Linked DNA regions of Mus musculus: regions 2, 3, 4, 5, 6 and 7 are each linked to region 1. Evidence: chromatin contacts called from public promoter capture Hi-C data. All regions are on one chromosome and are shown on one strand. The core of a region is the stretch at or near the end of the contact, and the rest is flanking DNA. Distances in the headings are between cores, read along the strand shown.

The links. Promoter capture Hi-C pulls out the DNA fragments that hold promoters and counts their contacts.
Region 2: a contact with region 1 is called in a promoter capture Hi-C map of liver, with 5 times the contacts expected there. The contact joins the enhancer-like site here to the promoter of Dnajc19 in region 1. A contact is called at or near these places in 5 of 39 promoter capture datasets (the C10 cell line, embryonic stem cells, hippocampal neurons and 2 more) and 1 of 115 datasets of contacts at active chromatin or transcription factors (astrocytes).
Region 3: a promoter capture Hi-C map of liver shows a contact between it and region 1, with 3 times the contacts expected there. The contact joins the promoter of Zmat3 here to the promoter of Dnajc19 in region 1. A contact is called at or near these places in 2 of 39 promoter capture datasets (liver and pre-B cells).
Region 4: a promoter capture Hi-C map of pre-B cells shows a contact between it and region 1. The contact joins the promoter of Dcun1d1 here to the promoter of Dnajc19 in region 1. A contact is called at or near these places in 8 of 39 promoter capture datasets (the 3T3-L1 cell line, 3T3-L1-derived adipocytes, embryonic stem cells and 4 more), 1 of 115 datasets of contacts at active chromatin or transcription factors (large pre-B cells) and 1 of 9 other capture datasets (liver).
Region 5: a promoter capture Hi-C map of pre-B cells shows a contact between it and region 1, with 5 times the contacts expected there. The contact joins the promoter of Mccc1 here to the promoter of Dnajc19 in region 1. A contact is called at or near these places in 9 of 39 promoter capture datasets (the 3T3-L1 cell line, the C10 cell line, cranial neural crest and 6 more), 2 of 115 datasets of contacts at active chromatin or transcription factors (astrocytes and embryonic stem cells) and 2 of 9 other capture datasets (adipose tissue and liver).
Region 6: a promoter capture Hi-C map of liver shows a contact between it and region 1, with 2.2 times the contacts expected there. The contact joins the promoter of Kcnmb3 here to the promoter of Dnajc19 in region 1. A contact is called at or near these places in 2 of 39 promoter capture datasets (liver and pre-B cells).
Region 7: a contact with region 1 is called in a promoter capture Hi-C map of the HPC-7 cell line. The contact joins the promoter of Atp11b here to the promoter of Dnajc19 in region 1. A contact is called at or near these places in 7 of 39 promoter capture datasets (the 3T3-L1 cell line, the HPC-7 cell line, cranial neural crest and 3 more), 2 of 115 datasets of contacts at active chromatin or transcription factors (astrocytes and embryonic stem cells) and 1 of 9 other capture datasets (adipose tissue).

The regions. Positions count from the first base shown.
Region 1 is chr3:34,078,442-34,082,650 of GRCm38.p6, forward strand. Dnajc19 (DnaJ heat shock protein family (Hsp40) member C19) reads right to left here and starts at 2,913. Exons shown (of 6, transcript NM_026332.4): 1 at 2,745-2,913; 2 at 1,790-1,841; 3 at 1,643-1,716; 4 at 764-843; 5 at 334-404. The coding sequence starts at 2,747.
Region 2 is chr3:35,889,536-35,893,703 of GRCm38.p6, forward strand. Dcun1d1 (DCN1, defective in cullin neddylation 1, domain containing 1 (S. cerevisiae)) reads right to left here. Exons shown (of 7, transcript NM_001205361.1): 7 at 2,570-4,168. Among named protein-coding and RNA genes, the nearest start is that of Dcun1d1, 41 kb to the right of the region's middle. Within about 2 kb of position 1,811, at least 4 of the 459 cell types and tissues checked have an H3K27ac peak or open chromatin away from gene starts, as enhancers often do. A contact at or near this core is called in liver, where this site is marked.
Region 3 is chr3:32,363,697-32,368,038 of GRCm38.p6, forward strand. It overlaps Zmat3 (zinc finger matrin type 3), which reads right to left and starts at 1,969. Exons shown (of 6, transcript NM_009517.2): 1 at 1,808-1,969. It overlaps 4930429B21Rik (RIKEN cDNA 4930429B21 gene), which reads left to right and starts at 1,793. Exons shown (of 1, transcript NR_027966.1): 1 at 1,793-3,742.
Region 4 is chr3:35,931,578-35,935,911 of GRCm38.p6, forward strand. Dcun1d1 (DCN1, defective in cullin neddylation 1, domain containing 1 (S. cerevisiae)) reads right to left here and starts at 1,389. Exons shown (of 7, transcript NM_001205361.1): 1 at 1,208-1,389. The coding sequence starts at 1,210. It overlaps Gm15952 (a long non-coding RNA gene), which reads left to right and starts at 1,501. Exons shown (of 4, transcript XR_880768.3): 1 at 1,501-1,590.
Region 5 is chr3:35,998,425-36,002,415 of GRCm38.p6, forward strand. It overlaps Mccc1 (methylcrotonoyl-Coenzyme A carboxylase 1 (alpha)), which reads right to left and starts at 2,254. Exons shown (of 19, transcript NM_023644.4): 1 at 2,057-2,254. The coding sequence starts at 2,133. It overlaps Mccc1os (methylcrotonoyl-Coenzyme A carboxylase 1 (alpha), opposite strand), which reads left to right and starts at 1,489. Exons shown (of 3, transcript NR_029456.1): 1 at 1,489-2,287.
Region 6 is chr3:32,489,830-32,493,966 of GRCm38.p6, forward strand. It overlaps Kcnmb3 (potassium large conductance calcium-activated channel, subfamily M, beta member 3), which reads right to left and starts at 2,140. Exons shown (of 4, transcript NM_001195074.1): 1 at 2,079-2,140. The coding sequence starts at 2,140.
Region 7 is chr3:35,751,735-35,755,644 of GRCm38.p6, forward strand. It overlaps Atp11b (ATPase, class VI, type 11B), which reads left to right and starts at 2,329. Exons shown (of 30, transcript NM_029570.4): 1 at 2,329-2,676. The coding sequence starts at 2,650.

The sequences.
Region 1 (4,209 bases), core at 1,663-4,162:
CAACCTTGGATGGCCTAAAAACAAACCAACCAAAATATCTAGCAGAACTGTAACCCGTTATTGGAAGACATTCTATCATAGACACAGAACCTAAAAGTAGTAGTAATGTTTACCGCTCCTGCCAAATCACAGTAGTTCTTACATTGTTGTTCATTATATCTTTATTTTGGTGAGACATGGTGTCACTGCAGAGAACGTCACCATATGTACTGAATTTCACTTAAGACACTACAATGTGATCCACAACTGGGAAACTGCTCACACACAGACATTCATAACACCAAGAATTAGCTATTCCATTAACAGTCCAGTATAGTAATAAAAGTTGCTTACCCTTGTCTGGGTGATTTAATAGCATAATCCGGCGATGAGCATCCCTGATCTTCCCTTTATTGGCAGTAGGGCTAATTTGAAAAGGAAAACATACTTGTTGCTTTAGTTTGCTTTAAGAAAACAAAACACCATGAACTATTACAGAAGTGAAGTTAAACATTGAGAACAGTAAAGCAACACAACTGAGAAGCTGTGTGTGAGACAGTAAAATGTGCTTCGTAAGAACCAAAAGTGCTTTAGATGTAGTTAACATCATAACCCTCATTCAACGCTTAGTTTGCATTCCAGAGTAGACTTTAGATTACTCCAGGCAGCAGTGAGCACTGTCCCAGTGTTACACGTGTGAGTTCTATCCCCAGCAACTACTTCATTCTCAATTACTACTAGGAATTACCTTACCCTACATCTCAGAACTGAGTAGACATCTTACCTTACACCTAATATTAATGCTGCTTCCCGTTTTGTCATTTTGGGTTCAAATCCACCTCTGTAGTACCCACCACCGAATGCCTGAAAGAAATTGAATTGGAAGAAAAGATTAATGAAGTAAATGGAAGTTGGTTAAATCTGTAAAAGAAGTGGTACATTTCAGGGAAGTACAAGTGTACTTCCCAAGGCACTTTAGCTTGACCAGGGGTAGCCAACTATTTTAAGATGTGTTAAACACCCATTTCTTGCAACTAAACTGGAACAGTGTCTTGAGAACATAAGATGGGAGGGGGGGAGGGGAGATGAGTGAATGGCAGCCACTCTCATCCATATTCCAGACAGAAACTTGATCCCCGTAAAACAGGAGTTTCAAAAGGTCTCAAAAGACGACCTGGAGATCTCGAAAAGATTCAAGGCAACAACTAAAATAAGACTTTATGGTAGGGACATTTATGCCATCAGAATCTTAACCTTAGTAGAGATCATGTACAACAAGGCCCTATGCTCCTGCCCAAGCTCCATGACATGGCCTCTCAAAGTCCTGACTAGCAGCAGCTTTGTGCTTTACACCCAGTTCAGAGCCGTTATCTAACATCGCTGCAAAGCTATCCTATGTGACAAAACACGAGGGAAGGCAGCTGGACAGATAAACCTGGGTCAACAGTATATGTAGTAAAATTAATTGCTAACTACCTGCTATCGTTCTAAATCTGCAAAGGCCACCCACCCTCAGTTGTCACATGTGAAAACCAACTCCCAGTGTGGCCCATTGCAAGGTTTACAACTCCACACTGAGCTCCATGGACCTGTGGAATTCACCTTACAGGCAAGCTCCAGGCTTCAAATACAGGCAAGTTAGTTAGCAAGAAGGTTCACTTACAGATTTTGGTAGGCTCTGAAAAACTTGTTTTACTTGAGGCTCCACATGCTTCATGGCTTGTAAAACATAACGGCCTAAAACCAAAAGCAACAGAATAAGCAAATCCATGCATAACCAGTCTGCTCCACCCCCAACCCACAGACAAACCTGCAAATCCTGCAGCAGCAATGGTCAACCCGACTGCTACCACTGTGCTGGCCTGTAATGGAGGAGAAGAGCAAGTCTTTACTACTCTTAATTGCTACCTATTCCGCAGCCAAACTCATTACGACCTTCATTTTGGTGAAAGGTGGGTTCTTTTTCCCTTTTGGGGCAGGATTAGGGATGGAACCTAGTGTGTGTCTCATGCTGGTAAGGTGCCTACAACTCCAGCCTTTCTCAAAGTTCCAACACTTTTATTCTGAGGTGGAGTCTTGCTAAAATTGTCCAGGCTGCCCACGAATTTGCGACTAGCTCTCTAAGCAACTGGGACTTTACAGAGTGCAGCACAGGGTCTGCTGGAAGAAACATTTTTTTTTCTAATAGAAATATGTCTTTAAAACTACTGCAGTTGGACGTGGTGCACATTGGCGGCTTGCATTTAGTCCCCGGACTTGGGAAACATTGGCAGGTGAATTTCTGTACGTTCTGGGACTTCCAGGACTACAAAGTGAAACCCTGTTTAAAAAAAAAAAATTAAACTACTGCAATTTTTATCCACAATTTATTGTCAGAGTATGGGATTTTCACCAAGAAGAAAAGGGTAAGTCATCTTTACCCACAACAGTAAGATGGTGATTTTTCAGCCATGGAAGAGAACTTTAACCCTTGGGCATTGGAACCCCTTTCTAGTTTAGACAAGACCGGTGAAAATAAGATTTCTGCTGGATTTGGAAACAGTGCTTGCAAAGGCTCCCTGATCCCATAAGGTATTTCCACCGTAAAGAGGGGAGGAGTGCGGAGATGGTAGTGGGGTAACAGCCCGACCTCCTAGGAGGCACAAACGTGTGCCTGCCTGCAAGCAGATAAGGGGTGTCAGCTGGAGCCACCGGAGGCCGGAGTAAAGGTCAGTCTCCGTATCCGCCCAGCGCCCCTTCGGAGCCCGTCAGCGCCGACCACTCACCATGACTCCACTCCGCGGCTCGGCACCGCGCGCTCATCCCAGCGCGAGCCCACCGCCACGGTACAGCTGTGGAGAACGACAGGGCCGAGCCAGCGATGCCGCCACTTCCACTAGCGCCGCGCAACACGGCAGCGGCGCCGTAAAGTGCGTCGGAACTGTCGCACAAAGTGCCGCACAAAGGGCCTCACCAACTCCGGTTGACGGAGAGGTCGGACTGGGGCGGGACTGGCCATGCCCTCTGCCCGGGATTCCTGACTTGCAAGTCCAATATCCGGCCCTAAAACAGGCTTTCCCGCTAAAACCTATCTCCCTAACTTTGCTTTATATAGGTTATTCCGCCCACCCCGTGGAAGTAGCGTTGTTTTTCACATGAGGCATTTATTTTGTCTTCTGTGCATCTTTTGCTACCCTGGGCTGTCGCCAGTAGATGTCAAGAAGCCACAAGGCTGATCTTCATGGCCTGCAGAGACATCTTTCTTCTTCTGGCTTGGAACGTAGTTAGATCTATAAACATCAGAAACGATATGGAAAATGATTTTTTCCAGTCTTTTTTTTTTTTCCATCTTCCTTCCTGATGTCTGCTTCAGGCTATGTAGATTTGTTCACTAAAAATACAGCTCCTGTTGTGTGTTCACCATGAATTTTTTCTCTCCTGTTTTAGCCTGACTTACTATTTGTGTAATTAAAAGAGCTTCTTGTACCTGTGTTGCTCACAGCATGTGGTTGTTTGGCCTAAGCATGGCAAATGCACTTGACTAGAAGGAAAGTGACTAGGAGCTGTCTTTTTGCATAAAGGCTGTAAGTTGTGAGAATATAAAAGCCATATGTGACCCCAAGGGAAGCTAGAAACTAAGGTAGCTGTTCTTTGTCAATGAATTCCTGTTAATCTTGCCAGTCTTCGCCTGCTACTTCCCCAAGCTTCTCCCCTTTGTTGTCAGAAGACCATTGTGTGAATGTATCATATTTTGCTTATCTTTCCGTTTCTCATGGGTTGTTTCTGTGGTGTAGCTGTGGGGAGTGTCATGTCTGTGGGCATGGATGTACAGAAACTAGGCAGAGACTTATTCCTTTCTCCTGGCTAGGTGGGCAGACATGAAATCCAGGCATGCTGTGAGGATTGGACTTTCACTTGTCGTGCTTTGAATCTGAGCTGTCTCTCAGAGGCTCATGCATGGATTCGTGTGTGTGTGTGTGTGTGTGTGTGTGTGTGTGTTTGTGTGTGTGTGTTAAGAACTCATGGCAGGGATGTGTTAGAGGTAGGGTATTGGGAAGGTAACTGGATCGAAAGGCTCTAAGAAGATGAGTGGATTGATCAGTTGGTTCTTGGCTTGGTGGATGGTGGGAGGTGATGGGGACGTAGCTGAATCATAGTTATGCGGAGCAGGTTCTTGTCTCTAGCTCCTCCCTTTCTTTGCTTCTTGGCCATCATTCATCTCTGCTGGTAGGTCCGACATTCCCCATCCTA
Region 2 (4,168 bases), core at 561-3,060, 1.8 Mb after region 1:
AAGAGTGACCAAAACAAATGCTTAGGAAGACTGTTAATGCTCTGCATGGCAGGCAGTCCAGAGATTTGATATAAATTCTAATGACTCTTAGGACACAGTCTACATTTGCTTGAAAGCATGTTGCCTGTACAGGTCCCACATCAGCATGCCATTCATAGTTGCTACCGTCTGCTGAGACAAGGCAGCCACATAACCTCTGTTTACAACAGCATAGACCTTTGGCCAAGGTGGCCATGTTAGCTCTGTTTACCATAGCACAGTCAGCACTTTGGCCATTTTACACATTTTACTCTAAACTAATCCATCCCCCGTCTTGATCTCTATTTTCTTCTGGAAAAAAAATTTTTGCTTGATATCACTCAATTTTTCCATTAGATAAAAAGTTTTTTCTATTTTATAACCTGAAATAAAATTTTATTATTTATATTGAATATGCCTTTACACAAAAATATACTTTCTAGATGTAAAGCAGTTGTAGGTTTTCCTCTTCCGTGTTTGTTAATTAAGCTGTTCCTTGTACACTTCACACAATTGTTTCAAATCAAACTTTGTTTTCAAAGTTTTGATTTTGGTTCAAAACTTTTCCATTTTCTTTGAACTTGATGAGTGCTTTCTCCTAGAGAAGGACTTGCTTCTAAGCAGATGTTGGCTTTTTCTTTTCATCTCCATGACTTTGCATTGGCCTCCAGATTTGCCAACGACGTAAAGTTACCTTCTCAGACAACCAATAGCACATCTTAGGGACAGGAGCGTAGCTCTGCTGGTCAGTGCTTCCGGGGGGCCTGGGCTCCATCTCCAAAACTGCATAAACCTTGCCTCTGATTCCAGCACTCAGAGGCAGGTAGGCCGGCCAGGTGTTCAAGATCACCCTCACTTACACCAGGAGTTCAAGGCCAACCTGGGGCTGCACGAGACCATCTCAAAAGCAAACACAAAACATTTTAAAACTCAAATATTAGGAGCCAACCTAAGGAACCAGAAGACTGGCTGCTCTTCCCTAGGGCCTGAGCTCCATTTCCAGAAGCCACAGGGTGGCTCACAAGCACCTAACTTCAGTCTCGAGGGATCCAGCGTCCTCTTCTGGGCTCCTTGAACATGAAACACAGAAATACATAAAGGCAAAATACCCATACCCATAAAAGGGAGGAAGAAAGCCAAGCCAAGCTGCTCACCGTATCACATGCCTCTAATCCCAGCATCTGGGAGGCTGAGGGGCAGAATTACATTTGGGGCAACACTGGGCTATAGCACGGTCCATTTCAAAAACACAGTATCAAAACAAAGTTAAAAAATGGAATTCTAACAACTCTCCTATGAAACACTTGGAAGAGAGAAAAGCAGTAGGGTGTGGTGGCATGCACCTTTAACCCCAGCCTTCAGGAGGCTGAGGCGGGTGGACCTCTATGAGTTCATGGCCGGTTGTCTCAAAACCCACAGTAACAAAATAAGCAAAACCAAACTAACCAAACAAACCCCCAAAACACCACCACCACTACCAACATCACCAATCACCCACAAAAATATAAGAGTGTAATAGGGCTGTCTGCATGGGACAACTCAAACACCCTGAGCCACAGCCTGTAAACCAAAGGACAGTATAACTGCAAAAAATTAAACTGAAAGTAACTTGCTTGTGAAGGGAGAGAACCTTTGTATACACGTAAGTAAATCTTTAATTTTCAGTTTAAAAGAGTAGGGGATGTAGCTTTGTAGTTGGCACTTTGCTTGTCTAACATGCACAATGCCACCTTTGATCCCCAGCTTCAAATAAACCGGGTGTGGTACACTGTAATCCCAGCACTCAGGAGATAGGGACTAGAGGGTCAGAAGTTCAAGGATATCCTTGGTTACACAGTGATTCTGAGAATGGCCTGGAGTTCATGAGTCCCCATTTCAAAACAGTAACAACAAAAGCAAAAGTGAGTAACTACAAAGTTACTTCTCTTTTAACGGCCCTAGATAAAGCCATTACCCGTTAGGCCATGTTACGTCTGCTCTTTTCACCATGATTTAACTGTTTATGAGAGGTTTTATGCTGGTATTTTTGACGATGTTTGTTTTCCAAATGAACCTGGGGCTGGAAAGATTACGGGCAGCTTGCTCTGCTCCTCAGCTGCTCTAGGTGGCTCCAGGTGTCTGCATCTCTAGCTCTCCGGGATCCCATGCATCCGTTTGGCCTTCATCGCCTGTAATCATATGCACACACCACACATACCTCCAGCCACATAATTTAAAATAAAAAAGAATCTTGAAAAACAATCAACCAAAGAGAAGTCAAAAGCTGCATTAGCACCAATTCCTTCCATGAGCCCATGGCAAGGTTGTCCAAGAGGTAGTCTACAGCAAATGACACTTTCCAAACAGGCAATACAGAAAAGAAGCCAGGAGTGCCCAGAGGAGACCATGGGTGACAGTTCCAAGCTTATCTGTTCTGCCTCCAGAGAGTGGCACAAATAAAGCAACTCAGTTAACCAAAAGGAGTCAATGGAAACCAGAAATTAACTTCACTAGATTCCTATGAAATAAAAAGTACTGCTATGATTATAAAAATGGAAGCAATAAAAGGGTTCAGAAATACACTCAAGTTTATAATCAATTAAAGGGTGAGCCATAATTTGACCCTATTCATCATCTGTCATATAAAAGCCACAGTTCAATTATTAAGATATATGATAAATAGTTCACATTTTAAAACATTTATCATTACATTATCAAATTTGGTAAACTCTTATCAAAACATCTCAGCATTCAATATAAACCATATTATTAAAAGTTTAAGGTAACAACAACAACAAAAAGCCCAGAGGTGTCAGGTAAATATTTCCTATTAAAGACACAATTTAACATTCAGAGCCACATAAACGCTCACTGAACGGTCATTCATGTTACAAGGGCATACTTTGTAAACAAGTATAACTTTTCCCAACACCATTTTCCATTTTTCATCCCCAAATTATTCTCTTAGGTCAACTTGCTCCTATTTGTATGCCAAAATGACAGGTTTCCAAACAGTCCTTAACAGCAACACACGTAAACACACAAGCAGGGTGGGCATGGAATGGCTCAAAAACTTATCATCAAAGAAAAAAATAAAAAAAGAACTCTGCACTCAGATCCTTGAGGGGGGAAAAAATGTCAACCTTGTTTAAGAATTATTCAGGAAAGAGATTACATAAAAGGCTCCCGATGGTTTCAGTGAGCGAATTTACCAACACTAAAACTTTTTAAAAGTTCGATGAGGGGTGCACTCACAGTGCCGCAGTATACAACTAACGCAGTTAAATAAACAACACAGCTGAGCACATTGTAAACATTACGGAGCAAACACGTGGCGTAGCTTCTCTTCCCCCAGATGTGCCATTACAGCGCTCGGCCATGAAAAGTCTTCAAGTCTAGTCTAGTTATGTGAAACACTAAAACACTGAAATAATATGGGAGAAGATTTAGTCATGGCAAATTTACTGAAGCTTTTATTGCCTCTGTGGGTAATATGACAGGGATTGGAAACGACACACTTGAACTTACAGAGATATGCAGATGATAGTCACTCAAGAGAACCTTGACCTCAAGTATTTTTATATGTGGGTACTTCTCATTTTATACAGTTTACTATTTAAAAAGCATTACATTTAAAAATGTGTACCTGTTCTGACATTTGGCAAAAAGTAAACTCTCCCTATGGTTCTGTCTGGAAAGAAAAGAATCAGCTTGGAGACCTGACCCACACGAAGACTGAACCCCATGATCCTCTGCCGGCAATAGCTGGCTGTGTGTGAGTGAGTGTGCCCTTCCTCTGGAAGACTCCCCGACGCCCCGCCCCCAATAGGGTAAGCATTTGTATTACAAAACATTTCCTAGAACCAGACAGTCACCCTCAGAATAAACACATTAAATCAATTTTCTCTTGGAGCCCTAGCAAGTCTTGTTTAATTCTAAGATGCCATCATGGTGAACAACCTTAACTCTTTTTGCTACATAATAAAAGCTTTATATATTTTTGTTTATAATTACACAGTAATTGTAAATGTTTAGTACCAAACTGATGACAAACACTATTTTGTTAAAAAGTCTTGCATTTAAAAATAAAATCTGTAAAACCCAAAGCATTAGGCCACACACAAATATCAAGATTTTTATGAAAAAAAATTTATGAGGCAGGGAAAGAAGC
Region 3 (4,342 bases), core at 719-3,218, 1.7 Mb before region 1:
AAAAACAACAACAACAACAACGAAGTCTAACGTCCATCCTATTAGGAGTATCGTTTAAGCTCTTTTTTTTTTTTGGTCAACAGAATTCGGTGTCTTCGGCTACTGAGCTTCCCTGTCTGTGATGAAGATGTGTAGGCTAGGACACTAACAGTCTTACTAAAATGACTCAAGGACGCTTTAAGAGGGAAAAAAACATTTGTAGACACACAGTGGAGAGGAGCCACTGACTGGGAAGTCATTCAGTTAAGAGTGGTTAGTCTTAATATTTAGCAACACTTTTCATTAATCATAATGGCTAGAAAAGGATAATAATCAACTACCCGTATCTCTGGAAACACAAAGGAAAGTGATACAGATCTGATACATTTAAACAGTAAGTTTCTCTGAAACAATATTATGTCTCCCAACTAAGACATTCAAAGAGCAAAGATGATTAGGGATATTGGAGGCAGGGTAATGAAATCATCTTTTTAAATAGATTAACTACTTAGATAGAACGGACCATGTCATTCTGACCCTAACTTGTCATCCAGATTCTCTGTTAGATCATAGAGAAAGGACAGGGCAGGATATCAAAACATCTGGATATAGAAAATCAGCAATATACATAGAGAACCGAATCAGCATGCTCCCAAGACATGCCTGGGCTTGTTTCTCACATGCTTACTCCCACCTGATGAAACCCCAGCATGCGTGGCCCCAGAATCATGCAGCAGTCCTGCAGAAACAAGGCCCTCCTCCCAGCAGAGGCACAAAAAGGCCTTATTTCAAAGCAAAACACTGGCCGGCCGGGTGGGGTGGGGGTGTTTACAGTGCAGGTTTACCTATTATTACATTTTATGTTCATAATGTTCAAAGAAAGAATAGAGACCTCAAAAATACTGTTAGATTTAATAATCAACATAAGGTTAAAAAAAAAAGCCCTCCCCCAAAAGTCTATAGGTGACAATCACAACAGGTATTACATTTGGGTAAAAATAAATAAATAAATAACTCTAAAAATAAATAAAACCAAAGCTAAGCTTCAGTGAATACACAAGCTGAAATACAGACTCAAAAACATGCTCGGATCCGTTCAAACTGCTGCATTAATTTAAGAGACTAATTTAGAAGCTGTTATAAAAATACTTCTCAGATCTCAAAATCCATCCGATTGGACGTGTGCGATGGCAGACACGAAGGATGCACAGCGCTTGATGTCCTAATTTGGAAGGGAGCTCAGAGACACTAAAGAAAATCACAGCTCCACCATGTACCGGTCTGAGGGAAATGAATGACCACAGCACACGTTTCCACGGTTGGGCTGGGGCCTACTCCTCACCGGCTGTACTGCAAACAACAGCCTCCCCTGAGCAGAAACAGACCCAGGGCAAAGAAGAGAATCCAGGAACAGGTTCCTGGCGTCCGGGTAAAGTAAGGAAGGCTACCCCTGGGTATTCCGGAGAAGAGAAGACAAGAGAAAACCTTACTCAGAGGTCACCAAAACGTGGCAGGCAGAAAAACAGCCCTGGCAGGCTGTTTTACATCACAGAAGAAAGCTTAGAAGGGGAGGAGGCCTTGGCGACCCAGGCTCAGCATCTAGGACTCAAAACTGCGCCCCTGCAGCATCGCCCCCGCGTGTGCCATTCCCGGGCTGGGCAAGCTCACACGCATTCGGGTCCTGCGAGGATGCCGGCCGGGAGCACCGAGTCGCCGAGGCGGCTGTGCGAATGGCTGCGGGATCGGGATCGGTGGCCCGCTGGACGCCGCGGGCGAGGCTGACACGCGCACACGGACGCAACCGAGCGGACTCGAGGACCGCACTCACCGGAACCGGCAGGCCGCAGCCGCCCCGCCACCCCGCGCGCCGCTGCCCGCTCCAAGACCACTTTCTGCGCTCGCCGCCGCCGACCGGCCGCTCCGCTGCTGGAGGCTGATTGTCAAAAGTCGGTCGGAGCGGAGCCACCGGGAAACAGCTGCAGGAAGTGACTGCGGAACCGGGAGGCGGCGGCGGCGGCGGCGGCGGAGGAGGAGGAGGAGGAGGAGGAGGAGGCAGGGCTCCCGGCAGCGCTACTGCGCATGTGCACGGACAAGCGGCTGCTCCCGCAGACCCGGGACGCCGAGCAGGTGCGGAACAGCGACTCGAAAGGGTACCCTACCCTGGCCCTGATGGCTCCTCGGAGCTGCCCCAGCCTACCCTGAAAGCGATGAGGGCAGAAGCTTGGCAGAGCCTGGTAGGAGGGCGGAGGTTCTCCTCTGAGACCTGGAAACTGCACTCCTTGCGCCTCCGCCCAAAGACATTGGAAAGGAGCCCGCTCACCGGCAGGACCCGAAGGACTGCAGAAGTCCCCGGGATACCTTCAAGAGAGGCGCTGGGATGGATTGCAGCCCTAGCTTGTTCTGCCGGCTTGTACCTTCTGCATGTGAATACTTGTATAGTGGCTAGGGGTTTCTCCTTGGATAACATGACACGAATTTTCCATATTACCGGCAGAGTATGGTTTCGCAGCATCAAGTACTTTCACATTGTGTGTGGTTATTGTGTAAACCATAAACTAAAATGCCAAGATCTAAATATGGTGAGCCTCAACTCAGCCTAATAGACTGCCTATTTACACGGGAATGCAAGGCTATGACTGGAGCATGCGCCAACAACCAGGTACGGGCGGGCTTCGCGAATTCGAGGACTGTTCAGCAGACTAGACCAGTGTGCACCCGCCATCGGGAAGAGTAATCCACCGCACAGATGAGTTCAGTGCACGTGCTGTATATGTGAAAATACCAAATGGCTTCATTGTTTTAAAAGCAGCGGGGTAGAAACGCATTTCTCAGCCCTTTGTCAGAACTTTGCCATTCACTCTTGTTAGCTGGGACCATGCTGGGCCCTGGCTGGCCTTTCCCATCTGACAACCCTCATCCTCGTTTTCACCCACATGTCCCGTCTTATAAAATGGCTGGCAAAGGCAACGGAAGAAAATTAATTTTGGCTCGCAGTTTGAGGGTACAGTCCATCACAGCAGGGAAGCCATGAGAGCAAAAGTGGGGCAGCTGGTCACAAATGTCCATAGTCAGGAAACCGGGAGGAGCTGCTCGATTGCTTTCCATCCACGAAGCCGCCCACACTCAGGGTGAGTCTTCCCTCCTCGGTTTCTAATCCAGAAACACTCCTATTGACAGTCTGTACTATCCATCACAGGCCCATAGTCTAGCGTTACCTCTGTGATCTTACACAGCCTGTCCTTGGTGTTAAATGCCTTTCTCCCTGTCCATCCTTGCCCCCTGCAGCCTCTCCTACAAGCAACTTCCATGGCCTCTCGGGCCACTGCATGATAACAATCTCCATTCCTCACATGGGACTTTATTACATATACTACTACCTTAAACTCCCTGAGTGCAGAAAGAGACAGGTCTTGGAGTCTTCCGTTTATATTTTATAGTTTTATGTGTATTTGCATGTTGGAATAAAATCTAAAAGCTGAAAGTAGGGGCCTTACCCGCTAGCTCATACACATACATACACTCGATGTTCCAAATTTGCTGCCCCTGATCCTACAACTTACTTCAAACAGCTCAGGCATTTCCTTCTCTGGCCCAGGAAAAAGCAAGTAATCCCAAGATACTTGTTTCATAGAAATGTAAATCTCATGACAGAGAAAATGGCCCCACAAATTAGAGCTTTTTTTGTGAATCACTGGGTCTTATGAGATTCAGTAGCCCCCCTCAAATAAATAAATAAATAAATTTTTAAAATAAAATAAATGAAAGAAAAAGAAACCGGTCATATTCACCACCTTTACTAAAGGACAAAAACAAATCTCACTGACTTGTGGCTGAAACCTACTTTTGTGATTGTGTGTTGCTGGTCTGTTGACAGAAGGCATACCTCTATGGGACTTGAAGCACATGAGAGGATCAAAATCGATAGTGGAATGTAACATTGTGGCACTGATGTGCTATGGCCCATTCACACAGATTCCAATGGCCAAAGCCACTTTTGTCACTAAACCTTAAGCCAGTGCAGCCATCTCTGCTTTAATAGGCATCTGGCACAATGAGTCATTCCAAAAAAGAATGCAATCTGGGGCCAGCAAGATGGCTGTAGATAAAGTACTTAGCCACTGAGCCTGGTAGCCCCAGTCCCTGCATAATATAATATAAACCAGGTGCAGTGACTTGCTTCAGTAATCCTAGCATCCCTGTGGTGAGATGCAGAGCAGAAACAGGAGAACCCCCCACAAATTCTCAGACCAGCTGGGCTGGGGTATGCACCACAGTAGGAGAAACAAGGGATGCTGCAAGGTGGAAGGTGAGAAGCGACTCCCCAAAACTGTCCTCTGACCTCCACAGCAGGCCTGCATCCTGC
Region 4 (4,334 bases), core at 139-2,638, 1.9 Mb after region 1:
TGAAACGGCATGAATCCTATATTCCTAATGAGCACTGGCAGGCACTGGGTTCGAGGGCAGGTGTCTGATGTGGACTGTGGGAAACTGCATACATACTCGTGATGAATGTCCATCAGAGACGCGCACTCTATTATTTTAGCCTGCTGAAAGCACCCCAGTAAGAGAGTGGAAACTCTTGGGGGTTCAGGAGTAATATCCAAGGCCTGTTCAAATAATTAAAGGAGAACCTGCAAACTCTCTCTTGGGTCTCTGAACTTTTACTGTACTCTCAATCCAAACACTAACCGGAACTTCCTTACAAATATAAAGTTTTACGAACGTAAGCACAGAAGAGAAATCTTGACTCTGTTGGGACCTAAACACATAATCAACACATGACACCAAGGCTGGGGCCATATAAGTGTCACTGAGCGAAAATCAACCCCCCACGACTCAAGACTGGGCATACACCCTCCCCAAAGAAGCCTTTCAGCTCTCCGGAGCGAAGGACCTCATCACTTTTACTCTTCTCCCAGCAGCCAGCCGGGAACTTCAACAAGGTGTGACTGTATACTTCCAAACTGAAAAGCAGTGACCAGCAGCGCCAGGTACTTAATGACAAAGGACTCAGCTCACCACAGCGTCTTCCAGCTTCCGTGACTTTTTCTCACCCAAACAAAAACCAGGAGAGGAGCAACTTGACAAACTGTTTCTTAAGAATCACAAATGGTCCCTAACTGCTATAATAAAGCAATTACTCCTCCCACCCCAAGCACATAGAGCAGGCGCTCGGAAGGCAGCAGGTCTCGGGTCCCCCGGCTGCACTTCCGTCCGCAGCCCGGAGCCTCCCAGTCCCCTCGCAGGGACCGAGCCTCAGCCGAGCCGCCCCAACTCCCGGGCGCCTGGCGCCTGGCGCCAGCGCGGACCAGCAAGGCCGACGCCGGCTCGCCAGGGCCGCCAGCACCGAGGGGCCCGGCCGGGACCAGGCAGCGCCAGGCCCGCTGCCCAGGCGCCGCCTGGCCGCACAATGGGGCGCGGGCCGTCCCCCAACGCCTCCGCGCCCGGCCCCGCTCCGGCGACTAGGCCCCGCCGCGCTCCGCTGCCGGGCCCTCGCGTAGCGGCGGCGCCGGGGAGGGACGGGCCGAGCTGGGCGCCGGCTGAGCAGCGGTAGCGGAGCGCGGCGGGGCCGGGGGCCCGGGCCGGGCGGCACGGCGCCGCGGTTCCTCACCATGTTGGTGTCCTCCGGACCTCTCCCCTCCTCCTCCGGCTCCGCAGCGAATGGACGGCGGCGGCGGCGGCGGCGCCTCTCACGGGCTCGCCGGGCTCCCGCTCATGCGCAGTGCGGCGGCCCGCGGAGCGGCCGGGCCGCGGGAGGCGGAGGGCGCGGGCCCCGGGGTGGGCGGCCTGGCCTGCCGGCATCCGTGGCACGAGCGGCCGGGCGACCCGGCAGCCCGGGCTGCGGACACACGCTGAGACCCGCGCGGCGGGCGGCCGCGGGCACAGTGAGGACGAAGCGCCGGGGCCCTGCCTGCGCCCCCACTCAGGGCGCCCTCGTCACGGCCGCGTCCTGTCCTCCGTGCGCTCCTAATAGCTCCACGTCAGAGTTCCCAGGTAAGTTTTTGGAAGAATCCGGGAGACTATTGCGCCTAGAGCCACTGTCATGCCTGGTGGACGGGCCAAGCTTGACCTAGCCTGCCTGCTGAGCTGTGGGCCAGAAGACAAGTGTGTGCTGCAAGGAGAAGGAAATACAGTACTCCCTGCAGAGAGAGGAAATAAAACAAAGGTACGGCACATAGAAAAAGCTGTCCAAGATTGCCCAGGTTTATATATGTCATCCGCATCTTCATCACCAAACGTGGGTCTCCCTTTACCACCGGCAAATACCACCAGATCACCCCTAGAAGCTAACAATCTTAAAGTTTCTGTTAAAACAACTGTTGTCACTCCTCCTCGGAGCTTCCTGCTACTGCTTAGAACTAGCCACGTGGTGGGGGCTCCCAGAGCCCTGCAGAGGCAGATCTTTGGCACTGCAGACCTGTTGTCACCCATTCATTCTTTACACCATCAATGCGAGTGTGTGTGTGTACGCGCGCGCGCGTGTGCGTGTGTGTGCGCTGATGTGGCATCTTCTCGCCAGGCCCTAAGAAAATACCAAGTAGCAAGGGTGAAACTAGATCACACTTGTGGTTATTCTCTAGGAACTCAGCCTAGCAACTTAAAATATTAACGAAGAGGACTCAGTCTCTTGCTACACTTCATTAGACTATTGCAACAATAGCTTGTAGGTTTTCTTAAAGCTCTTTTTTTCCTAAGTGCCAACTCCAAGGGGTGATTCTTAGTTCCACTTGACCTCTTTCTCTCCTGAATTTGAACACGTCCTCCTAGAATTCCCATAATTTTTCATGACTTGATTTATTTATAGTCTCCCCTTCACTTACCATTCTTCTTTGCTAGCTAACTCTGGCTTTTCAGTGGTGGGCTTTCCAGAACCATCCCTGAATCTCTTCATATATTCCTTTTTCCTAGACCCTGCCCATATCCCAGTGAGTCCAAAATCTTATCTAAAGCTCGGCAGCGGCATGCCCTAAGCACAAATTCTGCTCATCCCACAGACCCCCCCAAAGCTCTACAAAGCCAAAATCTTATCCCTAAACCTGCATTCCCCTGCTTTTTCATCACATAAGCTAAATATCAGAACTGCCCATCTCCCTTAGTCTAAGCTCGCCGAGTTCATCATCTGAGTAAACCCGAATTCTTCCCCTGCCCTTTAATAGGGTTCATCTCTCATTGGGACCCTCCTTTCTCCATCCCCTTTTGAGATGGAGTTTCTTTATGTTGCCCAGGCTAACAGCCAACAGTGCGGCCTGGGATTGCAGGCAAGTATGTCTCCCACCCCATCTTCTCTGTACTTTTCCTTCTACACCAGAGGTGTCTGTCTGCAATGCAGACTGGAGGCTCTTCCTCAAAGTCTCCGAGAACTTTCCTAACGTGAGCCTGTCTGGAGTCATAGGCAGGTCTCTCCCTCATCTTTCCACTCCCTTTGTCATGACCCCCACTCAATGCAGCTCCTGTTTCGGTACCAAGCTTCCTGGTTTGGTCTTATTTTGTCCCTGACACACTAGGTCACAAGAGTGAGGATCCGCCATGTGTTGTACTAAGCCTCTAACACTCAAGCAAACTTCAGGTTGCAGCTACACCTATTTTGTAGGGAGCACTGACATACAGAGTGGGTAAGTAACATGCCTAATGTCACACAGCAAGTAGTAAATCTAGGAACTAGACCCAGACAATCTGCTTATAATGTGTTCTCTCGGTTACTACAGTTTATTTCCTACTCTGGATTTCTGCAATTGGGGCATCTCCTTTGCAATTTTATGGCCCCTAGATTAGAGTTAGGACATCAACTGATAATCATTTGCCTCCAAGGCCAGGGCAGAGAAAGACCAGATCATATCCATCTTTGAGATAATTTTGTTTGTTTTGTTTTTATATGGGGCCATTGGTGCCATAACATTTGTATAGAGGTCAGAGGACAAACTCAGGTGTCAGCCCATGCCATCAACTTTGTTTAAAGCGGGTCCCTGTTGCTTTTCCACCTGATATGCCAGACTGGCTGACCCTTGAACTTCTGGGGATTCTTCAGTGTCTACCTTCCGTCTCCCTGTAGTACTGGGACTACAGGCGCATGAACTATGTGGCCTGCTTTTCATGCTTTCTGGGAATTTGAACTCAAATCCTGATGCATATGCAGCAATTGTTTTACCCACTAAGCCAGCTTATCCTTGAGTTTTCAGTGTTGGGTAAGAAGCCGATCTCTCTCTCTCTCTCTCTCTCTCTCTCTCTCTCTCTCACACACACACACACACACACACACACACCACAGTAGCAGTTGTATAAATTAAAAGAAAATAATCTAATGGCTCTCTCTTGGTCTTAAGACTGCATAGAGCTGTGGGTATACCGCTCAGTAGTGGAATGTTTCTCTAACAGAACACAGTAACAATTGGGCCCGGTGTGGTGGCACATGCTTTGAATTTAGCACTTGCTAGGCTGATGTAAGTGTAGGCCAGCCTGGTCTACATGGCAAGTTCCAGCTCAGCCAACAACACACAGTAAGAGTCTAGCTCAAAAAAGTTACAATAATAGCAATAGTGTCCATACTGTTCATTTGTGTAGTAGGACAGCAATGTTCCTTGGCTGATGCATATTATATACATGGTCTTATGATAAGTGCAACAGCAGTTGCACCCATCCTACATTTCCAGGTTACAGAACCAAACATGATAGGAGAGCATTAACTGTTGTTATTATATGAAATTAACTGTTGTTATTGTATGAGATAAGCATGTTTGTGA
Region 5 (3,991 bases), core at 1,004-3,503, 1.9 Mb after region 1:
TTCAAAAGACAAAAAAAAAAAAAAAAAAAAAAAAGAAAAAGAAAAAGAAAAAAAAAAGTAGGCTATGGCTAGTTATTCTGGTTACTCTTCAACATACACTTACCCATTGTCAGGTCGCTTGACATTGGGGTTACTCGATCTCTTTTTCATTAATACCCTCCCAATGAGAAAACTTATACAGCAAGGAATAAGCTTTACAAATAGATGAATTTGAGTTTTAGAGGACCACAAACATGCTAGCCAAGTGCTTAACCTACAGCTCCCATTCCATACGAGGCAATCTTGAAGATACTGCCCGGTTTTAAAGTATACAATTTTCCCAAACAAGACCACGGTTATATAGAGACTTATGAGCTTAGTTCCTTCATGAAGCATAAAGATCACAGGCTACATTAGATATTATATGACTGCAACAATATGCATATACCCTTTACATGCAACTATGCAACCAGCAGGACTAGTATCTCCCAAGGGTCATGTGAGGAACACCGGAGGCTTAGCATCCTGGGAGGCACACTTTCTCAGATGCTGTCACTCTGGAGCCAACTGGGAAAACATCCATCTTTGGCGGGAGAGCTCTGCTTGATGGCTTCTTCAGAGACTGGTGCTCTTACAAATCTTTCCAATTCAGCCCACCCCACATTCTTGCTCTTCAAGGAGGAAAACTTAACTTTCCTGGTCTTTTAAAGGAATTTTTCAGCTTGGAGCATTGTTTTCCCCTCTGACCTCTCCAGGTAAGTTAGGGTTTAAGGCTTTTCCAGTCCTGCCTAAGAAATCACAGCTTTGTCATGTATCCAACCTGGGACCACTGATAGCCTAAAATGTTTTTTTTTTTTTTTTTCCTCTCAGCTAGTGAAGACTGAGTCAGGCAGTCAGACACACTCCTTAAGTGCAATCCTTTATCTTGACAATGTTCTGATTTCTCTATCCCATTTTTCAAAGCTCTTTTTGCTACATCTCAAAACATTTAAACATGACGAGTAAATTGCCTGCCAGGAGATAATTCACCAATTAAGACAGCCGCTATTCTCATGGGTAGAGTCTGACTAATCAAATTCTTTTCTCTGAGGTATTAGAGGAATCATGGCTGGTAAAAAGAAAGAAAAAAGAAAAGGTAAAATTCTCATGCTGGTAAGAGTTTTAATTTTAAAAACTATTAGCAGGATGACAGCTATAACTAAGCCTTGAGAGGAGAATGACTCTGTGGTATTCTTGGGAACCTAAGGAAATTCACAGGAAGAAAAACAGCACTAATACAACTTTCACCATCTTTCTTATTTAAAATATAGGGTGAAGACCTACATTTTAGTATTCACCGAAAATCCAGGGCATCGACCACTGTTTGTTGAATGGACCATGATGTGTTTAAATTTTTATCCACGTGTTGATTTGGACATACGAGGGGGTTAGTATCGTCTTTATATTACCTCTGCTAGATACAAGTATCATCACCTCCAAGCAGAAGAAACTGAAGCACGGATATTAGGTAACTCGACCAAGGTCACAGGTAAGCTGGGAACCCAACCTTCTGCAGGCAGTTCTTGCCCTTGGGCCAGTACGTTTTTCAGAATGCGAGGAGGTGATGATTATGGTGAAGTAATCTATCTACATGACTTGGGGTTTTCACTGTTGTCAAAGCGTGGAGCTTCGTTTCCAAAAGGATCCGGGGTAGTCATCTGCCAGCTTTGTTCAAACTTGTGAACAAGAGCGTTCGACAAAACTCACCCCTCATTAATTTGACTCTTCCCAGCAATGGGAAAGGTCTCTAGAAATCCTTCTCTGAACTGCACTCAAAATGAGGGAGCTAAGCTGAAAGCGACTTTGGGAAAGGGGTCCTGGTGCAAGCCTCTAGCTACGTATGCCATCTTCGGTTGCAGCACCGTGCGGGGTGCCCAGATCAGAAACCAGCCAAGGTGGCAGAGTCTGTAGGAAGAGCCAAAGACTGAAGTGGGACAGCGCCTACCAAAACTACACACAGGCACTTAAAGGGCTGCTCTCACGTGACCCAGCGCCTCGCATCCGGGCCGCGCACGGACCGGCAGTACCCCTGAGTCACCTCGGCTGCAGCAGCAGGATCGGGACCCGTCGCAACTGGTTCCTGTCCACCGCAGCCAACAACGCCGCCGCCGCCATCTCCGCGCTGTTCTGCTGGATTCCAAAAGCTGCTTGGCTTATTCTTGAAAGCGTCCCTCCCTGCGCAAGCTTCTTGTCCCCGATCCGCCACCGTAGCTCCGAAGAGCAAGTAGGCGTCTCCGCAAGAGCCAATCACAAAACTGGGTGTTTCAAGGTACCGATTGGCTGATTGGACCATGTGCCTGGGGGGTGGGGAGTGAACTGTGAGGGGCTGGGCTCCATCTGGAGGGGCGGGGCCAGGTTTTTTTTTTTTTCTTTTTTTTTTTTTTTAGCACAGAGCATGAGAGGAAAATGCACAGCCCCTCAAACCACCACTCAAGCAAAATGCAAGCTTTCTCACTAAACATCAGGAAAAAGGGGCAGTGGAAACTGCGTGGCAGGAAACAAAGACACAGTAAAAGCTATGTGTAGGTATTTGATACAGCTGAGGCAGAGCTCATATGGGGGAGAAAAACACAGTAAGTGAAACAGCCAATCGAAGGGTTATAAGTGCAAAAACTAAATGGGACGTAGTGGCGCATATTTGCAATCCCAGAAGCTGAAGCAGAAGGATTGTAGTAAGTGACAGGATTGACTAGACAGTGAGTCCCAGGCCAGCCTGAGCAATACGTTGAGGCTGTCCCTCAAAAACCAAAATAAATAAGATATGAAAAACAAACATAAATGCAGAAGGAAAACAAATGTAAAGAGGAATAAATTAGTGAAATCAGAAAACTAACACCAAAGGACAAATAAATCCAGGAACTAAGAAAATAATTAGAAATAAGGGGACACAAGTGGAAGCAGGAACATCAGGAGTTCAAGCCCATCCTAACCTGCAGACCAAGTTCGAGACCAGTCTGGGCTAGTAGTCCTGCACCTGTCTTTAAAATCTAAGATGTTTTCTTGAAAGATTCGAACTTTTAGAAAGTCTGGATACAAATTGGCTTGCTTGTGTATTTTCGAGAAGGTTCCTACTTATCTGGCCCATTGGCCAGCAAAAGAGAACCCATCCCTCTGGAGTTCACCAGAAATGAATTCCTTCCTTCAGGAAGGATATCTTATATTGAGTAAGTTTAGACTTTTATCGGTAGAGTCATCACATAGTTTCAAAACGTCCCTGGGAGTACTTGCCACTGGCTTTGTTTGTGTGGCTGGATATCTTTTTTTCCTACAGAGTTATAAGAACTCTAGTTATAGAGGTTAATATTTCCTCAGGTTTTCATTTAGTTGTTTACTTTTACGCTGTTTCAGGTGTGAAGAGTTCCATATTAAAAAAAAAAAAAAAAAAAAAAAACCACACACTGTTTTCTGGGCGTGGGGAGAAATTGTTTTCATCTTGTACTTAAAATGAATGTAAGATATATATTTAAAACAGCAAAAAAGTGAACATGGCCTCCAAATAAGCAAGAAATAAAGAGGAAAAAAATCTCACATGACTTTTTTTTTTTTTCTTTTTGAGACACGGTCTCTCTATGTAGCCCTGACTGTCCTGGAACTCACTATGTAGACCAGGCTGACTTCTAACTCACAGAGTTTGAGAGCCTGCCTCTGCCTCCCAAGGGCTAGGACTGAATGTGTGCACCACCACACTGGTCTTGATTATATATATATATGTGTGTGTGTGTGTGTGTGTGTGTGTGTGTGTGTGTGTATATATGTGTGTGTGTGTATATATATATATATATATGTGTGTGTGTGTGTATATATATATATATATATATATATATATATATATATATATATGTCCCTGGCTGTCCTGGAACTCACTTTTAAAAGTAGGGAAATCAAATATAGAGAAAACAATAAATTAACAAGAAGCTGATTTTGTACAACTTTGACAAACCAGAAATGAAATGGATTTTACAAGAAAATACTG
Region 6 (4,137 bases), core at 890-3,389, 1.6 Mb before region 1:
AACCAGTATCCTCTGTGCCCGTTCCTCTCTGCCCTGTCTTCCTTGCTTGATCCTCCCTGCGCAGTCCTCCCTGCCCAGTCCTCCCTGCGCAGTCCTCCCTGCGCAGTCCTCCCTGCGCAGTCCTCCCTGCCCAATCCTCCCTGCCCAGTCCTCCCTGCCCAGTCCTCCCTGCTCAGTCCTCCCTGCCCAGTCCTCCCTGCTCAGTCCTCCCTGCCCAGTCCTCCCTGCCCAGTCCTCCCTGCCCAGTCTTCCCTGCAGAGTTCTCCCTGCAGAGGATGACTTTCCAATCAAATCAGAGCACAGCTGAGGCTCCCATGCCACCTTCTCAGGCTGAGGCAAACTGAGTTGCTAACAGCGTGAACAGTCTAGCTCTAGCTCCATAGCTTGCCTGGGTGTGATCCGGACAGAAACCAGCAGCCTTGCCCTTTAACATCTGAACTGAGCAAGAACTCGAGGTAGCTCAGCCACGCGTCACAATTCACCTAATGAGGATCCCCATGCGTTTGTGACGCTGGGCATGCGCATTCAACTACTACCTCCCTGAAGTTTGTTTCAGCTGAAAGGTTTTTGTCATTGCCTGAATCTTTCTGGGTATTTGCTTTTTTAAAAAAAAATACAAAATTGCTTAGCAACTTTTTGTGAAACAGCAAGTGAGGTTGATAAAAAGCCACCACCAAGTGCAGGGTGGGAGCAATAAGAAGCTATCCACCTCTGCATGTCAGGAAGGGAAGTGAGCATAGGGATGCGTTGGGGGCAGACTGGACTGTCTTCCACCTTGCTTGTGTCATGAGGAGCATCTTCACGTTCACTCGCTGGCTTGGTTGCTATTCTGTCTCCTGCCACGAAGCGACTTGCTGTAATTGCCTGCTCATAAAGGCATTAGCTCATAGCTGGGCGAGCCTCTCTACTTTGTGGTCTGACCCTTCTACCAGCCTGGAACCCACGCCCAACCCATCCAATGCCTCTCCTTCATGCCCTAAACCAAATACCCAGTAGAGTAGTTAAAGCTGGAGGTTAATGAGTACCCAGCTCCCAGTTCTGCTTATATTGCTAAGAGCCACCCAAGTTTTCTATAGTGGGAGAGCTTGGCTTCAAGGTGTCCTCTTCCCAAGAATGTACCAGAACATTTCTAATATCATATTTCAAAAGCCTGGTATGGCTCTCCTCTGCCCATTTCTGACTGTCCTGCTGCCCCAACTCTCACACAGGAGTTCAAGGCCCCACTCCTCTGAACTTCAAAATTCTTCTGCTTTGCATACCCTTGGGGAGAAGGGTCCTAAAATAATCTTTTTCACTTCCCACTTACTCAGTATAGTTGGGTGGTTAATACCAGTAATCTCTACACTTGAGAGGTGGAGGCAGAAAGAGCAGTTCAAAGTCAGCATCAGGTACAGAGCATGTTTGCAGTCAGCCCAGGCTATGTGAGATGCTGTCTTAATAATAATAATAATAATAATAATAATAATAATAATAATAAAGCTAGAATGTACATAATATATGCAGGCCTGTCTAGTTTAGAGAGTTCCAGGAAGGCACCACCGTGCTAGAGCACACAAAGACAAGTATCTCTATTTCAAGATAAGATGAGGGGCAAAGACCCAGAGTCATGCAGCTGCCTCGGTGGGGAGCTGGAACCTGAATCTTGGTCTGGACCATTAAGGCTTCACCAACAAGACCAAAGGCTGGTGTCATTTCTTTGTTCTTTCGTACAAGAGATATATTGCTGAGCACTGCTTTCAGTGCTGGGATCCATAGCCCACACCACCTGTGTCACCTGTGTACCCAGGTAGAGAGTGGTCCACACCTGGAATCCCAGCACTGGAGATCAGGAGGCAGGAGGATCATTCTTAACAATATAGAGAACTTGAGGCCAGCCTGGGCTACATGACAGCCTGTCTCAAAACAGCAACCAAAGGTGGGGGTGGGGTAGAGGTGGGTGGTAGGGGTACCTGGGAGGCATTGCAAGCTGGCCTCCTCAAAGCACCTACCAAACTCAGCTTTCAGCATGCCGCATTGTAGCCACACTGGCCTTGATTAGCAGGAGGCACACTGATGGGAGATTCAGGTGGGGAACTTACCTCCCTTGGCGCCTCCGGCCACCCTGTAGCGTGATTTGGACAGGGATGCTGAAGGGCTGCATGAGGCCAGGAGATGTCTGGATCGGATGCTCCCCGCCTGAGTTGTGCCCTTTTAGAGCGCAGGAGGCTTAAGCATCATCGGAAGTGGAGTCCCAGAGGGAGTTGCCAATTCCCTGCCTAGCCACAGACACCAGGACCCCTGCTGCATCCAGAGCTGGCGGGGTCCTCTAGAAGTTTCCTAGAGAGGTGGGAACTCAGGCAGCCTGGCTGCAAAGCAACGTTCAGGTATAGTTGCTCATGGAGTACCTAGGTGGTTCTGTAGCCAACAACACTCCCCCAGCATTGCCTGGCGCCTGTTCCACCTGACACCTGTGTTTCCTCTGAATTCACCAGGTGCATTGTCATAGAGACCAATAGGACTGTGGAAAGTTCTGAGGCCCCAGGGACTCTGTAATTGGGGACAGACATACCCAATACACAACGTGTAAGAAGAGGAAATGTTCTGTCCCAGACACATTCCCTTCTTTTTTCAAAATATTATGTTTGGGTACAGGCTTAATATAGTAGCCTTTTCTGAATAAAATTGTTCTGAATAAAAGAATAGCTTTACAAACCTGTGAGGTGACTCAGTGGGTAAAAGGTCATCTGGCCAAGCCTGGTGACCTGAGCTCCATGCCCAGACACCAGTGAAGGTGGAAGGTGAAAGAGCCAAGTCTACCAAACTGTCCTTCGAATTCCACACAAGCGCACAAACAGGTCATGCACACACACACCTGGCAATCATAATATTAATTCGTTTAATTTTTAAAATTAGATTTACAGCTGGCACAATAGTTTCCACTCAGAAGGCAAAGGCAAGAGGGTCAGAGCTCAGGGAGGTAGCACTAGGTGCTAAAAAAAAAAGCAGGTCGGCTAAGCCATGGAGGCGAACAAGTAAGCCACACTCCGCCAAGGCCCCTTCCTGTGTCCAGGTCCCTGTCCTGTTTGAGTTCCTGCCCTGGCTTCCCTCGGTGATGAACTGTGGTGTCCAAGTGTATACAGTACAAATAAGCCCTTTCTCCCCAGGTTGTTTTGGGTCATGTTGATTTATCACAGTATATTTGTTAGATTTCTGAAGCAGATTAAAGACACAGGAGGCAGCAAATGTCCAGACTGACCTCAACAGAAAATGGATACTACTTCTTTCAAAACATCGAAGGGTGAACCCTCTCCTGTGGGGAAGAGGTGCTCGCAAGGACGGGAGGAACCTACGGACTTTCTATAGGGAGTGTGGCAGTTGGAGAATAGGACAGAAGTGAGGGGCTACGTGTGAACCTTTCGGTTTGCCCTTTCCTAGTTTTGCCTGCTGCGTCCAGACAGGCTACAGGAGACCAGCTGACCCAGTGAAAGCAGCTTGAGCAGGGCCAGCTGTATAACCTCCTATGAATTCTATTCTTACAACTGAAGAATTCTAACTGTATGCATTTCTTTTCTGCTGCCGTGATAAAGCACCATGACCAAGGCAACTTCTACAAGGAAGTGTTTAACTGGGCTTGCAGCTTCAGAGAGTTAGAGTCCATGATAACACAGTGAAGGAACAATTGAGCACTCGCATCTTGAGCCATATCCACCAGGGAGAGAGAGAGAGAGAGAAAGAGCATATCTCATCATTTGTAATGAATTAATTTGTTCATTTAATGTGTATGACTGTTTTGCCTACATGTTTACAGGCATGAATAGTGCCCGCAGAGGCCAGAAAAGAGAATCAGATCCAGAACTAACTGGCATGTCAGATGGTGTGGCTATGGGTAGTGGGAAGTGAACCTTGGTTCTCTTAAACACAGAGCCATTTCTCCAGCCCCTCTCATACTTTTGTCTCAGGCAGCCTTTTTCTCCGGTCTCCTGTTCTTGCAGCTCCACTCTGCCTTGCTCCTCCTCAGTTATTAACTAGTTTGTAGTCAACCTTCCCATCTTTACCATGGTAGCCATGGCTACCGGTGGTGAGTCTGAAATCACCGATGCTTGTCTTCTGTTGGCCTGCAGAGTAGTGTCGCTTCAAAGATAAAGACATTTCTCTTAT
Region 7 (3,910 bases), core at 1,079-3,578, 1.7 Mb after region 1:
ATCTCAGATCATTTAAGCTCGAAAACCACAACTTCTGTGACAAGTAATTGTTACATTTTCCCATCAATCAGGACAGGAATTGGTTCCTGGGCCTGGGAACGTGAACTTAGTTTAACCCTGCCAGCAAGTTGGGAAAGTTGTCCTTGAGATGGCTGGACCCAGACAAGTGTCTCTTTACAACAGAAGGCATTCAGCTATTGGGAAGTCCCCAGCTCCCCTAGGGCCTGGGACCTTGAACTTAGTTTCCCCCTATGGTTAAATGGAGGTTAAAAACAAAATGTCAGTACTTAGGGCAAGTTTCTTTTGTTTGTTCCCAATAGCATACACATACAACTGAAATCAAGATTTCAGAGAATTGATCCCTCTGACCTCTATACACCCACATGGCACATACTCCTACCTCCAAGAAATAAATTTAATTAAAAAAAAAACCCTGATTATTATACATGGAGAAGATTTTACCACCACTAAAGAATTACAACTATAGTATAAAAATGCTCGGCCATGCTATGGTTCTGGTAGAAAATGTTTGGAGCAAAACACTGCCCTGTTGCTATTTTTGTTCCTGACAGTTTGGACTTTCATATGGTCTTCACATATTTGAGCTGCTTTTTGCCACATTGCCTCATAACACCTCGAATCAACTCCTTCCTAATTCCCCACCCCCTGTCCACTTCCACCTTTAGAAATTTGGAAGCCAGTTCAATGATATGTAATGCATCCTCTAGGTTGCTGTTTTACAGGTTTTCTTGACAAATTTTGGTGGCATATAAATAAAACATTTCCAGGCCTACTTTGTAACCAAGTCACTGAGAAACGAGATGTGAGAAGTAAGTTTGTTTAGGAATATAGCTTAAGAACACAGGTTCTACTGTCCGATTATCCATAATCCAAATCACAGTTTTGCCGAATTATTTAACTTGAGCTTCTCCATCTGCACAATCGGGATAATACGTACTTCAGAGACCCAATTAGAGTATCGGGTAGAGCTTGACGCAGTGGGTTCTGGGACACTGCCTTAGAACGGAAGTAACATTTTGTTTTCTCTAAAAGCATTCCAGTAACTTTATGCTGGTGTCACAGAGTAAGGGTCGGGCATAAGAGCAAAACGAAGGTTCCTTTTTCTTTTTAAATATCTGTCCTAAATTTGGGTAATTTATAATATTAAAAAAAAATTATTGCAGGTCCCCCCCCCCCCCCCCCGAGACAGGGTTTCACTGTATAGCCCTGGCTGTCCTGGAACTCACTTTGTAGACCAGGCCGGTCTCGAACTCAGAAATCTGCCTGCCTGTGTCTCCCGAGTGCAGGGATTAAAAAGGGATTAAAGGGCTCCATTGCAGATTTTATAGGCCATAGATAACTGAAAGACTCTAATTGCAATGCTGGATTAACTAAGACATGACTACTGAAACCAAAAGACAGATTTGTCTAATCACCGTAGCTTAGATTTAGGTTTTTGCAGAATGTTACTTTTCAAATTACAAATGTCTGATGGTGACGTGTTTTAATTCAGGAAAAAGAGAGTACGACGAAGACGAACAGGTGGCTGCTTTTAGACAGTATAAACTTGTTCCAGTTGCTTGTATGGGCCTTCTTAAAAGTTATCCACACCCTTGTTAGAGAGGTCACGCTACTTTGGAGGTAGTTTTCATTGCATGCTTAGCAATTAGCTTTCCGAGGAAAGTCTCTCCCCTTAGCCTTTCCAGCTTAATTCATCAGGATAGGAACTCAGCAATAGCTCCAGAAATTGAGGTGCAGGCTGGACTCTCACAGAGAAATCTCAAACTTTCCCCAATATTAGTCCACTTTGGTTACTCGCTGAGTTATGTGTGAAGCAATTAAATGCCTTTGACAATTAAAAAAATTTTTTTTACCAAGTCTATAAGAATTTTGTACAATTTAGTTTGATCATAATCATCTCCCTCTCCAAATGTAAGTCTTTGATAATTTAATGGTCTGGGCACAGACCTTTTGGTCACATACATTTGCTGGTGTGGATCCGAATGTTGGGGTGGATGGGGGGGGGGGTTGGTGGGGGAGGGGGAAGATCTGTGACAGGGCAGAGCCAACTCCTCTTCGAGGAGTTGCTACAGCCTAGCCGGCCAAGATACAAAAACTCGAAAAAGGCCCACAGAGCCGGCGAGCCTGACAGCGCTCACGTTTTCGCGACAAACCGCCCCGGAAAGGGGCGGGCAAACCCGCGCGGAAACACGGAAGGGTGGGCCTCCGAGAGGTAAAGAAGCGGGCGGGTCCAGAGCAGGTGAGGGAGGGGCACAGGGCTTGGGGGCGGGACCATGGAGGGCGAGGGCGGGGCGGCGCCGTGGGGGCGGGCCCATGGCGGGCGAGGGCGGGGCGGCGCCGTGGGGGCGGCGGTGCTTCGGGTGACAACGGTCAGAGATGAAGGTGGCGGCGGCTCAGCGGGGAGTAGTGCTGCGCCGGGCGCGGTTGGCAGCCAGGCCGCGCCTGTAGGACCTCCGGGCCGGGGTGGCGGGATGGGGACCCGACTCGGGTAGAAAAGCGGGGACAGCAGAGAGCAGAACTTAAGCCCGAGGGGCTCGCCTGCTCCGGTCACACTCGGAGTCCTCTTCCACCTGCTGCCGCTCGGTCCCGCGTCCGGCGGGCCACGACGGCGTCGGCGACGGCGGGGGCATGTGGCGCTGGGTCCGGCAGCAGCTGGTAAGTGAGGGCTGGGTGGCGCGGCGGGGCGGCGAGGGCTAGGCCGCGGCGGGGGCGCGCGGCTCTCTCTCGGCCCGGGCTCCGCACAGCGCGGGGATGCACTGCAGCTTGCGGCCGCTGAGGGTCGCGAGCCGCGCGGGCCCCGAGGTGGCGGAGGTAGCGGCGCGGGGCGCGGGTCAGGCGGCTCCCCCGGACTCCGAACTAGGCTCGTGCGGGCTCCGGAGGAGGTCTGGGTCCTCCTCGGCCTCCCGGCGGAAGCTCGCCCTGGGCCTAGGAGGAAGGCGCGCCGGAAAGGTCTTCACCGCAGACCGGTGCAACTTCTCTGTGCATCTCTTGTGTGTCACCCACCCCTCAAGGCGGTTAGAACGCACGGGTTAGGAGCCAGTGGTTTAACTTTTGAACATTACTGTATTACCTGGAAAAAGAAAAAGAAAACCCTAGAGTGACTTAAGTGTCTAAAAAGCGTCACCTTTCTCAGAAATCATTCACAGACGAAAATCTCTCATGTCCCTTGGCACTTGCAGCCCAGAAAATAACAACGCCAAGGCGACAATGACAGTTAAGGCAGACATCACTTCAGTTCTAGGAATGCTAATCTATATGCTGTTTAATTTTGAAATTGTACCAATTGCAGTATTTTTTTTCTACGAGGTTTCAAGGCAGTGATAAATCTTAGAGAAACAGAAATGTCCTGTTTTGAGACCAAAATCTTCATTCTTTTTTCTTGTGGTAGAACAGTTTTTCAGGTGAAAACTAAAAAGTATGTATTTCAGTCAGTCTCCTGTTTATTTTACAGTAAGCATCATTCTTAAATAAAGAAATCTTATAAATAAAACTAGAACCGCCTGCCACTCCCTCATACAAATGGTAGGTCTTTATTTTTAGCTAACTGTTGCAAATTGAAGTATTCCAGCTTTATTGGGAATCCAAGCTAATGATGTCATTTAATCCACACTTGCTTTCTTGTGGCAAGCCAGTACAGTAAGGAAGTTAATTATTACAAATCTGATCTGCTTTTGACTTCTCAGGCGTCAAGTAAACAAAAGATTTAACACCTTTTTATCTGATGTTTTGGGTGAGAAAATAGTTTTTAAGGCTGTTTTTTCAAGCCTTTCCCAGTATGTTAAGACAGTCTCTCAGTGTGAGGTACTTTTTTGTTAGCTTGAATAAAATCTTTCTATGTGATCATTCCTATCTTCCAGATAGAAATCTGGTAATGTTGTGAGAAATGGCT